2 separate regions of the Mus musculus genome follow, and region 1 is linked to region 2. Evidence: chromatin contacts called from public HiCAR-type data. All regions are on one chromosome and are shown on one strand. The core of a region is the stretch at or near the end of the contact, and the rest is flanking DNA. Distances in the headings are between cores, read along the strand shown.

The links. HiCAR-type assays count read pairs that join an accessible place to other places.
Region 1: a contact with region 2 is called in a HiCAR-type map of fibro-adipogenic progenitors, with 2.6 times the contacts expected there. The contact joins the promoter of Svep1 here to the enhancer-like site in region 2. A contact is called at or near these places in 2 of 39 promoter capture datasets (embryonic stem cells and stem cell-derived epiblast-like cells), 16 of 484 Hi-C or Micro-C datasets (the HL-1 cell line, brain, brown adipocytes and 8 more), 2 of 115 datasets of contacts at active chromatin or transcription factors (embryonic stem cells and fibro-adipogenic progenitors) and 3 of 9 other capture datasets (adipose tissue, embryonic stem cells and liver).

The regions. Positions count from the first base shown.
Region 1 is chr4:58,204,769-58,209,984 of GRCm38.p6, reverse strand. It overlaps Svep1 (sushi, von Willebrand factor type A, EGF and pentraxin domain containing 1), which reads left to right and starts at 3,389. Exons shown (of 48, transcript NM_022814.2): 1 at 3,389-4,142. The coding sequence starts at 3,609.
Region 2 is chr4:58,146,112-58,151,231 of GRCm38.p6, reverse strand. It overlaps Svep1 (sushi, von Willebrand factor type A, EGF and pentraxin domain containing 1), which reads left to right. Exons shown (of 48, transcript NM_022814.2): 4 at 4,559-4,717. Among named protein-coding and RNA genes, the nearest start is that of Svep1, 58 kb to the left of the region's middle. Within about 2 kb of position 1,856, at least 14 of the 459 cell types and tissues checked have an H3K27ac peak or open chromatin away from gene starts, as enhancers often do. A contact at or near this core is called in adipose tissue, brown adipocytes, cerebellar granule neurons and 1 more, where this site is marked.

The DNA.
Region 1 (5,216 bases), core at 2,140-4,639, 57 kb before region 2:
ACAGCTTATGAGAGTCTAGTCTGGGGTGGCTTAGACCCCAGAACCTCACAGACATGGGAGTGTATGGAACACAAGGTAGTTCACTTCTTAAGACCAACCAGAAGCAGAAAGGGCAGATTCAACCCCTTCAAAGCCCTCCCCATGGCCTGGTTCTCCACTGCTCCTCCGGCTCTATATGTTCTACACAGAAAACTGTTGCAAATTATAGAGCAAAGAGGCAATAAGTAAAGGTAGCTGCCGCCAGCCAGGCAGTGGTGGCGCGTGCCTTCAATCCAGCAATCGAAAGGCAAGGGCAGGTGGATCTCTGTGAGTTCAAGGCCAGCCTGGTTTACGGAGTGAGTTCTAGGACAGCTGGGGCTACACAAAGAAACTCTGTCTTGGAATAAAGAGACAGGGAGGGAGGAAGGGGGAGAGGGAGAGAGGGAGAAAGAGAGGGAGGGAGAAAGAAAGAGACAGAGAGGGACAGAGAGAGACAGAGAAGAAAGAGTATTTCTGGAAGTTGCCACATGAAATCAGCTTGGAACCTAGTTGTGAAGTCATATCCGGCAGCAGGAGGTACAGGAAAATGCAGCTTTTGCTCTAGATGTCTTGATGCTCGGCTGAAATTCAGGGAGTCCATTGCTTTTAAAGGGGAGGTCCTAGATGTAGAGCCAGACTTATGGTTAGCTTCAGTGAGTGTATGAGCTAAGTGGGGCTGACTCTGTGCCTGTCCTTGTTCTCAGAAAGCGGCACTACAGTCATCGCATTCTGTTTCTCTCTCTCTCTCTCTCTCTTTCTGTCTGTCTTTTAGGTGGTGGTAGTGACAGATTTTGCTAAACTGGAGCTCATAGGCTAGGATCTCATCTCATTGAGGGAAGGGGGTAAGAGACTAAATGTAGCATGTAAAGAGAGAAGCATAAGTGTGCGTGTGTGCGTGCGTGTGTATCTGAGTGTGGAGGTCAGAGTCTGACATCAGGGGTCTTTCTCAATCGCTCACCACCTTATTCTGAGCAGTAGGGTCTCTAGTGAACCTTGCTAGTTCAGCTAGACTGCCTGGCTGAGGAGGTCCAAGTATCCGCCTGCCTGATTGTAGCACTGGGCTCCACTTTTTACACGGATGCTGCAACTCTAAACTCAATGCCTTGTGCTTGCCTGGCAGAGACTTTACAGACAGCACCATTTCCCTCCAGCCCTCCTCCACCCCATTTTCTTTTTGAGACAGGATCTTACTATGGTCTGGAACTCTCAACCCTCCTGCCTCAGCCTCTCAACGCTAGGGGTACAGATTCAGGCAGGCTCCACTCTGCCTTCAGTTTTCAAGCCTGACTTCACCACCCAGGCCTTTCCCAGGTTTATTTACAATAAATCCTTTCTTTGTTTAAACAAGGAGAAGCTGGATACTCATTGCTTGTAGCCAGAAGAAGGTCTCAAAGCAACTAATTACCTCCCCGGGGTTTTTGTTGGGGCTAAGGGACATACAAGATAGGGTATACAGCCCTTGCCATAGTCCTAATGCTGTTAGTGATGTGTTTAAAATAACACGGGGTAGATGACATTTGGAAACTCTTCCTAGAAGAGTTCCAAGTCAAATGAGATCTTAGCCCTTCTCAGAAGATCCAGGTCTCTCTTCTCCCTGTTCCTTGTCCCTCTTCCACATAGACAACTGTGGAGCAGTGTTCAAATCTACATTTTCTTCTGGAGTAACCTGACTGGGAGGACGGGAATGGGGTCCCATCTCACTTTTCAGTTTTTAGTATTTTGCATTCAACTAAGTACATTCTTGATGATCAGTGCTGGAAATGGGACTTGGAAAGCATTATGAATAAAGGAAGTGATGTGACTGGCCAGCGTTTATTGAGCACATGCTGTGTTCTGAACACATCCCTAAGAGTTTTACTATTTAATGATTTAATCCTTGATATGTTATTATTCCTCCATTTTCCAAATGAGCAAACTGACACAGCCAATAAATAGCACAGCCAGGGTTTCATTTCAGGGAAATTGATCCAAGAGCCCTGCCACTTGGGCCTGCACGCTCTGACACCTCTCATGTTGAAGGTAGTTGATTAAATAGAGTTGGAGTTAAACCACTCACTGCTGGAGAGCAGCGGAACTCTGGGGTCATTTGATTCCAAGGCAAAATAAAAGTAGACACTGGACCAAAGCCCAGAGGTGATGGGGGTTTACATAACTACGCAGAGTTCCTGATTCCTAGCTGGAATCTTTTAGGCAAGGGCTCTGCCTTTCATGTAATAAGTATGTGCTTCAGCGTGCACAGCTTTGAGGTCTTAATTGGAAAAATCACTCCAAGTAGCAGCTGGTATTCCAAAGGGTATATATGCCAGGACGATCTAATCTGTTGCATCAAATAAAAAGAGGAGGGTGTTAATATCACAGGGTGTCTACTTATAGTTCAAAATTTAGCATAAACTTCTGTCCTCATAGAAGGCTTGCCTGGCCTTGGCTAAAGTCAAGTTTGCCTTTGAAAGCAAGACAAACTTCTGTTTAAGCAAGGTCAGTTGTAATTTTGTGTGTGTGTATACATATATATATGTATATATACATACACACATATATACATATATATATATACATATGTGATACACATAAACATGTGTAATCATACATATTCGTTTCACGTATGAATATCAAGTTGATGGTGACATCACTTTTACCTGCTACAGGTTCCTAGAGGACAGGTCCATGTCAGTTTTCCCCTGCTCGTGTTACCTATAGAGCATCGCAAGCTGCTACGTGGAGGAAAGAATGAACAATACAGGAATGATTAACCGCGGGAAAGGTGAACGATAACTCTGCGTATGTGATGCGCACGGGTGGGCCCCACCCACTTCAACAGCCTGAGATCTGAACAGGTTCTCAGGATTCTGCACCACTCACCAGACAGACCCTTCAGGAAAGTTATGCAAATATCCACTTTGGGAGGCTTAGACACGCATCCCCACCCCACCCCACCCCCCAAGAGTGGAATGAACCCCAAAAGGTGAGCAAGCAGTTTTCAAAGCATGCTTTCAACTCTGCCAGCCCCGCGTGTGTGTTTTCTTCTCCAGTGTTTCCAATTACTGTGGCACTCTCGGTATCCACATCCATCTCCAGCGCATTCCTCCGCAGCTCCTTGCCAGACATATGGGATCAATCAGTGAGCTTGTGAGGGAATGTTGACAGCATGACAGGCGAGGGGTTCTGGTGTCATGGAATCTCCAAGAGTCTTTAGCTGGATCCCAGGCAAGAGAGAGGGGGGAGGAGAGAGATAGAGGAGAGATAGGGAGAGGAGTGGGAAAAGGAAGGAGAGGACAGACAGAGAAGGAGGGAAGCGACTCTGACTTCACTGCCCCCTTCCTTCAAACATTTTATAGGCTTCGGGAGAGAGAAGGAGGAGGAGAGAAACCAAATAGCCGAGAGTCAGAGGAGCACATCCCTCCAGTCCCTCCCGAGTCCCCGAGCTGCCAGAGGAGTCTGGATCGTGTCCCCAGTGTCACATGCAAGGACGCTGAGGTTCGCGGTTGCTACCCCGGGTCCCCTCCGCTTAGTCCGGGAACCTTGGCGCCTCTCTGCGCGCTCGGGGACTGTCGCCTTGCACTCCCCGGGGCCACCGCTCGGTCCCCAGCGGGATGTGGTCGCGCCTGGCCTTTTGTTGCTGGGCTCTGGCACTGGTGTCAGGCTGGACCAACTTCCAGCCCGTGGCCCCTTCGCTCAACTTCAGCTTCCGCCTGTTCCCCGAGGCCTCTCCGGGGGCTCTGGGCAGACTGGCGGTACCTCCCGCGTCCAGTGAGGAGGAGGCAGCAGGGAGCAAAGTGGAGCGCCTGGGCCGCGCGTTCCGGAGCCGCGTGCGGCGACTGCGGGAGCTCAGCGGCAGCCTGGAGCTCGTCTTCCTGGTGGACGAGTCGTCCAGCGTGGGCCAAACCAACTTCCTCAACGAGCTCAAGTTCGTGCGCAAGCTGCTGTCCGACTTCCCCGTGGTGTCCACGGCCACGCGTGTGGCCATCGTCACCTTCTCATCCAAGAACAACGTGGTGGCGCGCGTGGATTACATCTCCACCAGCCGCGCGCACCAACACAAGTGCGCGCTACTCAGCCGCGAGATCCCGGCCATCACCTACCGCGGTGGTGGCACCTATACCAAGGGCGCCTTCCAGCAAGCCGCGGTAAGACCCCCACACACCCAGGCCAGCGGCCTGGGGCCCCTCCTGCCCACCGCTGCCAACCCCTTCTCTAGCCTGGTTCAGCTCCTGCAAGGCTTAAGGTGTCCAAGGGGAGCCAGCGTCCCAAGAAGCACAAATATGACCATTCTCCTGCTGCCCTAGTGAAGGTCCAGACTGAAATGGGTTTTTAAATGCTTAAGGAGGTGTCACATTTCTTAAAGGGTTCCTTGAGGGACCCTAGTAGGAAGGGACCTTTAAGCTCACTTAAGTTTGTGAGGAAACTGTTTATACAAGCTGAAACAGGTATGGTTAACAAATATTTGTGAAGATGGGACATGTAATGAGCTGAGGACAGTCCTAATTCTTTTTCATGACATAGACTTCGTAACTTTGCTTCCAGACTTTAATTGTTTACTAGTTTGTGATAGGCTCTCTCGTGTTTCCAAGACTGGTCTCCGACTTACAACACAGCAGAGCGTGTCCCTGAGTTATGATCCTCCTGCCTCCACCTCCCAAGCGCGGGGATGACAGCCATTGGCCACCATGACTTTATGTTCCAGGTCTTCCTAAACAAATGCTTAGCATATGACAGAAGTAATGTAATTTATATTACTTTTATAAAAATGAGTCTTTTTCCTAACTACAAAGTAATACAAAGTAGGTCATAATTTGGAATACTGAGAAATATTTAAGGCAACCCATCAAGTCAATGTTTGTAGAATAAATGAAACAAAAGAGAATGGGGAATCCGAATAATCTCTTTATCCTTAAAATTCCAGCGGATATACAGTTGAATGTTGTCCAGTATGTTACTCATATGTTATTTCAACAAACTTGCTAACCTACGGTTTTGCAGCCTGCATTCTTCAGCTGTTGAATATGATCAAATGTACATTAATTCATGGTATCCTGTGGCATGACAGTATTGGCTCCCCTTGGAACTGCAGTTACAGGCAGTTGTGAGCTGTCATGCGGAAGTCGGGGTGGGGGTGGGCTGGCAGTGGACTTCAGGCAAGCCATACCTGAGAAAGTCAGTGCTCTTAACCACTGAGCCCTATCTCCAGCCTCATGACAACT
Region 2 (5,120 bases), core at 607-3,106:
TACATCTCCTATTACATTCCAGTAATAGGAGATGCAAGGCCCTCTTCTGGTCTCCACAGGCACTGCACACACATGATGCACAGATATACATGCATGCAAGCCATTCATACACATAAAAGAAAAACAGTTAATATTTTGCAGGAGAAAATAATTATAATAAATTAGGGATTGGAAAAAAGTATGATACTTGAAGATTATGTAGAATTACAAAATTGGTTGGCATCAGGCTGAGCATCTAGTGTTAAAAGAAACTAATAAATGATACATTTTCTTCTCTTTTTATGTGGATCTTAGTCATCAGCTCTTCTAGAAAGGAAAAATAAAGTCAAAGATAGCTTTAAAACTCTCCAAAGAGTGCCACCTAAAAGTGTATACTCAGAAAAGCTTAATTATAAAAATAAAAGTGAGCCCCTGTCTTCCGACCATGAAAGTTGTAACACAACTAAGAGAGCAGTTTCCAACAAAAAGGGTATTGTCTTCATATTTCATACTCAGGTTGTACCACCCCGAGTGTGTGTTTAAATTCTTAATACATGACAATTTCTACACCAAGGCTTTTTGAGGGCTTGAGGGTTTTGGTGTTTTGACAGTTTGGGTAGTACATCACCCTCCTGACAAGTCTGAACAGGCGCTTTCTATCACAGGCTGGGTGCCCTGCGGTTAAGGTGCCATTTGCTATTAAGGCACCCCACAGGGTTCAAATTAGGAATTTTGTTTAAATAGTCTGTACTCTGGCCAAATGAGCTGACCAATTCCAGAGAGAGTGGCAGGATGCTTATACATTCCACACAAGCACTGATGTGTAAGAATTCAGGGTTGCCTAATTCACTGACAAAATTGTAGTGGAACAGAGTTGCCTAGTGGAAATAAAGTCCCTATGTGTACAACTACATCTCGTTTTTGTGCAAGTGTTGGCTCAACATTGGAGAAGGCAGTTCTTTTCCACAGCAATGAAGTTTTGTACTCAAAATCCTAGCACAACTACCTACACGAATAAATTCTGTACTCGGATCAAATGTATAAGGTTGGAAAGAAGTGTGATGTCATTATAACATCATGTTTGGTGCTCTACCTAGGTAGGGCAGAAATGAAGACTCCTGGATGGTTCAACTCCACAGGTTGCCATTACACTCTACACGAATGAGCACCCTGGCACCCTGCACAGCACCAGATGCATCCTGTGCAATCTCTCTGAAACCACACTCCTTAAAATTATTCACTGACCCTTAAAGATGAATTGTGCAAGGACTAAGGTTTTCAATTTCCATTATGCTTTTAAAAGTTAATCTTAGAAAATGTATAAGGAAGAGTTTGATAGAATGTTATTTCCTGTATGTTGTGTGTTACATGGACACATAATACACACTGTATAGTGTATGTTGATATTTAATGAGCCAGACAGATTAGAGAGCAGAGAGACCTCACTTTTTACAGATTCCAAAATGGTTGATGGTCACTGTCAACTGAAGAAAGATCTGATGTTTGTAGTGACAAATTCAAGACTCACACTTCCAAGAATAGTAGCTAATAATCACCAGCATGTTTCTGAAAAAGGAAAGTGTTTATTTTAACAATAACAAAGAGAGAAGTTAAGAAATAATATTTGGTTTGCTCATTTTAAACAGAAAAACAAAAACCAACCAAACAACACCCTTCCCCTACACACCTAACAAGCCTTGAGGAACTTGTTCAAACCACATATTTATTTCATCTCCTCAACTTCTGCTCAGCTTGGGATGAGGACGTGGTTCACCCTTGAAAGTCCAGGAAATTGATTACACCTCTTCCCTAGAATTGTGTAATGCCTCCAAATAGTTCTCCTGGAGTCTGTTTCCCATCATCACTGTGAATTTCACAATGTGTTTCCAAATGTGCTTTCAGATATTTTTATCCCAAACAGTATTCTCCAATGTTGTAAGCCCTTGACTATTCAAGGGGGCTTGGCAAATATAATGTAGGGTTAGTTTCTTCTCTAGTTCTATTATTTTTCAAGATAAATCACCAAATCTGCATCTAGAGACTGACTGCCCTCAGGGAACACTTCTTTATGTTGCTTTATCCTATTCTACTTATGGAATTTTCACACATGACCTTTGGAAAGACCTTAGACATCATTAGCTGTATCTTCCTAACGTAATAGATATAGAAAAGAAAAATAATGTTCCAGCCTCATGAGCTTGTGAGTGGAAGTGTGCTGTCTCATTGGAGAAAGACAGAGATGAGTGAATTATTACACAGCTGGAACCAGGGCGTGGGGGTGGTGATGTGTTGTGGGGCTCAGAAAAGAAGGCAGCACAAATGTCAAAAGAGGTTGGGGACACTTTGAAGAATAAATCAGAGTCTTGAAGCATGGTGGAAGTTCTCCTAGAGGAAGAGAAACATATGCAAAGACAGAATCTAAGTGGAGGACAGGAAAGGGAAAGAAACAAGGGGACAGCATTTACCAAGTGCCAAAACATTTATTACAACACACCTATCAGAGGAATACTCCCCCTCTGCATAGTTGGGAAATGATGGGCTGGGGACATTATTTAAAAGTTACCACATGGGAGCTAGAGAGATGGCTCAGTTGTGAAGAGTCCTAGCTGCTCTTCCAGAGGACCCAGGTTTGATCCCCAGAACCTAAATGTCACCTCACTATTTTTCTTATTTTTGTGTTATTGATTTCAATTTCCTTCTTAGCCAATGAACTATGACTTGTTTACTAAAGTCACGCACACTGCCCAGCCTCTCCCTTCATTGCTGAGACTTTTGCCCAGTGCTGTGGCTATTTAGATTCACAATGTCCTTGTACGTAGCTGTCTACCTGGATTCGTGCTTTCCCCTGCATCTGGTCTTGCTCTGGAGGAAACGGAGCATCTGATTCCCATCAGCCTCTTACTTATTTTTCTCTTAAGCGTGTGATGCGTTGCCTTTCTGCTGGGCATGACTTTCATATATTTCACTTGGCTGTTGCTGTTTGTCTTCGGGTGTGGAGCACAGTCTCGGCAGATAGCAAAAGGTGGCTGCTGCTGTGCCAACTTAGCTCTGTTGTCCTGCAATTCTATTGCTCTGGCCAATGATGCCCAATGGCAAAGTTCATTTTGCAGTGGTACTTTGTTCTCATGTGTGGCTGTCTTTATCTTAATTACTTTCCCCTGCAAACTCTCACTTCTGTTTAAAGGAGACCTTGCCTTGCACTTGACTGAAGATCCTGGTCCACAGCACTGGGATGAAGGCATGTCTGATATAATGTGTAATTCAACAGCACCTCCCTGTTCACTAACAAAATGCTCCGAAGTAAGAGTCCCTTCCCTCATGTCCTTAGGAACAGTTCCCTGATGAACTGTTTTTCATGGACCAGTAGCAATATTAGTATTTTTAAATGTCTCTCTCATTTTTAAAGTTTTACATGGATTCAGACCTAGAATTTTCTAGCATGTTCCATGGGAGCTTGCTATATTTTGTAGCATAGTGAGGACTTTTAGAACCATGGTTATTTCCCTGATAAATGCATTAGATTATGAATCTTCTAATATGATTGCTTCGTGCTTCTGGATGCACATACTTGTTAGTTATGGCTTCTCTGCTCAATAGTCAAACCCACCTTATGGCCGTGCTTCATTTAATTGGCTATCTGTGTATCGCCAAGTCTTCTTTATTATTATATAGCTCATCTTTTAGCTTACTTTTTACAGGTGGGAAACCCCATAGGACTGAAGTTACAAATTCAAGGTCAGACAGTGTCAGTGCAGGGGGGTGATTGAAGCAAAATTAATTAGATTCTGCTTTTAATCTTTCCTTGCTCTGAGCCTGGGAGAAGCAGGATCCTTTCTTTTTTCTTTCTTTTTTCTCCAAAAGACATTTCCCATCAGCTAGGATTTTCCCTGTAGCCCTTCATGTTCTCCTTGTCCCCTGTCAAATACTTCCAACAAAAATGACGGAGAAGGGACTTCTGGATGTCTGCACGGACGGAGCACAGGGATTTCAGGGCAGAGGTGGAGTGGCTGCACAGCATAGGGGCATGAAATATTGAAGATTTCTGATTTGCTATGGTTTGCATAGTCTATGGAGGGTCATTGATTACTCTGAGCCCCGTAACAAACAGTGCTGTGTTGAGTTTTCCCATAAGTCAGCCCAGACATGTTATAGTTTATGACAGAAACTAATTGTGGACCAAAGAGACCTTTACACTCAGCACTTAAAAAGTAATGTTGGTCTTTGGTCAGGGTTAGCTGCTTTGGGAGCTGGATCAGACGGTTCACTGATTAAGAGCACTGGCTGCTTTTCCAGGGGACCTGTGTTTGGTTCTCAGGACCCACATGGCAATGAACAACTCTCTAGAACTCCAGTTTCAGGGAATCAGATGCCCTCTGCTGGCCTCTGTGGAAACTGCATGCACATGGTGTACATATGTACATGCGAGCAAAACACAAGTTGCTTATTTGCTTGAATTATATAATGATTATTTCTATGTAGAATGAGTGTTTCCCACATTCACATTCATTCTTTATATTTTTCTAACTTTCTATGAACACATCACATAAATGGACTTCTCTGGCCAATTGTCTGCCCACAGCTTGCCCATCAGGGACATATAAGCCGGAAGCTTCTCCAGGAGGAATCAGCACCTGCATCCCATGTCCTGACGTAAGCCACACCTCCCCACCTGGAAGCACTTCCCCTGAAGACTGCGTGTGCCGAGAGGGATACCAGAGATCTGGCCAGACCTGTGAGGGTAAGCACCCTACTGCTCACCAATGGGATCTAGAAAGCTGATCTTGATCTCTGTGGTGCAGAGTTGGTGGTTGAATCCATTCTTTAGGATGATCTTTAACATCCCTGGCTTTGGTCACACTTCTGGGGGTAAGGGGGATCGTTTGCTTCTGTTTCATAGCATTTGTGAGCACTAAACACATAAGCATCATGGTTCAGAGACGGGATCTGAGGCCATAAGAGTAATGTGATTGCAGAAAATATGAGTTAGTACTTAGAAATAAAGAATGCTACAACTTTAGCAATGAATTAGAATATCATATAAGCATGTCTGGACTCTGGTAGTGCTCAAATTGACTTAAAATTTTTCATAAATATTTTCCATCATGATGAAAGTAGAAAGTATTTATATAGTATACAGCACA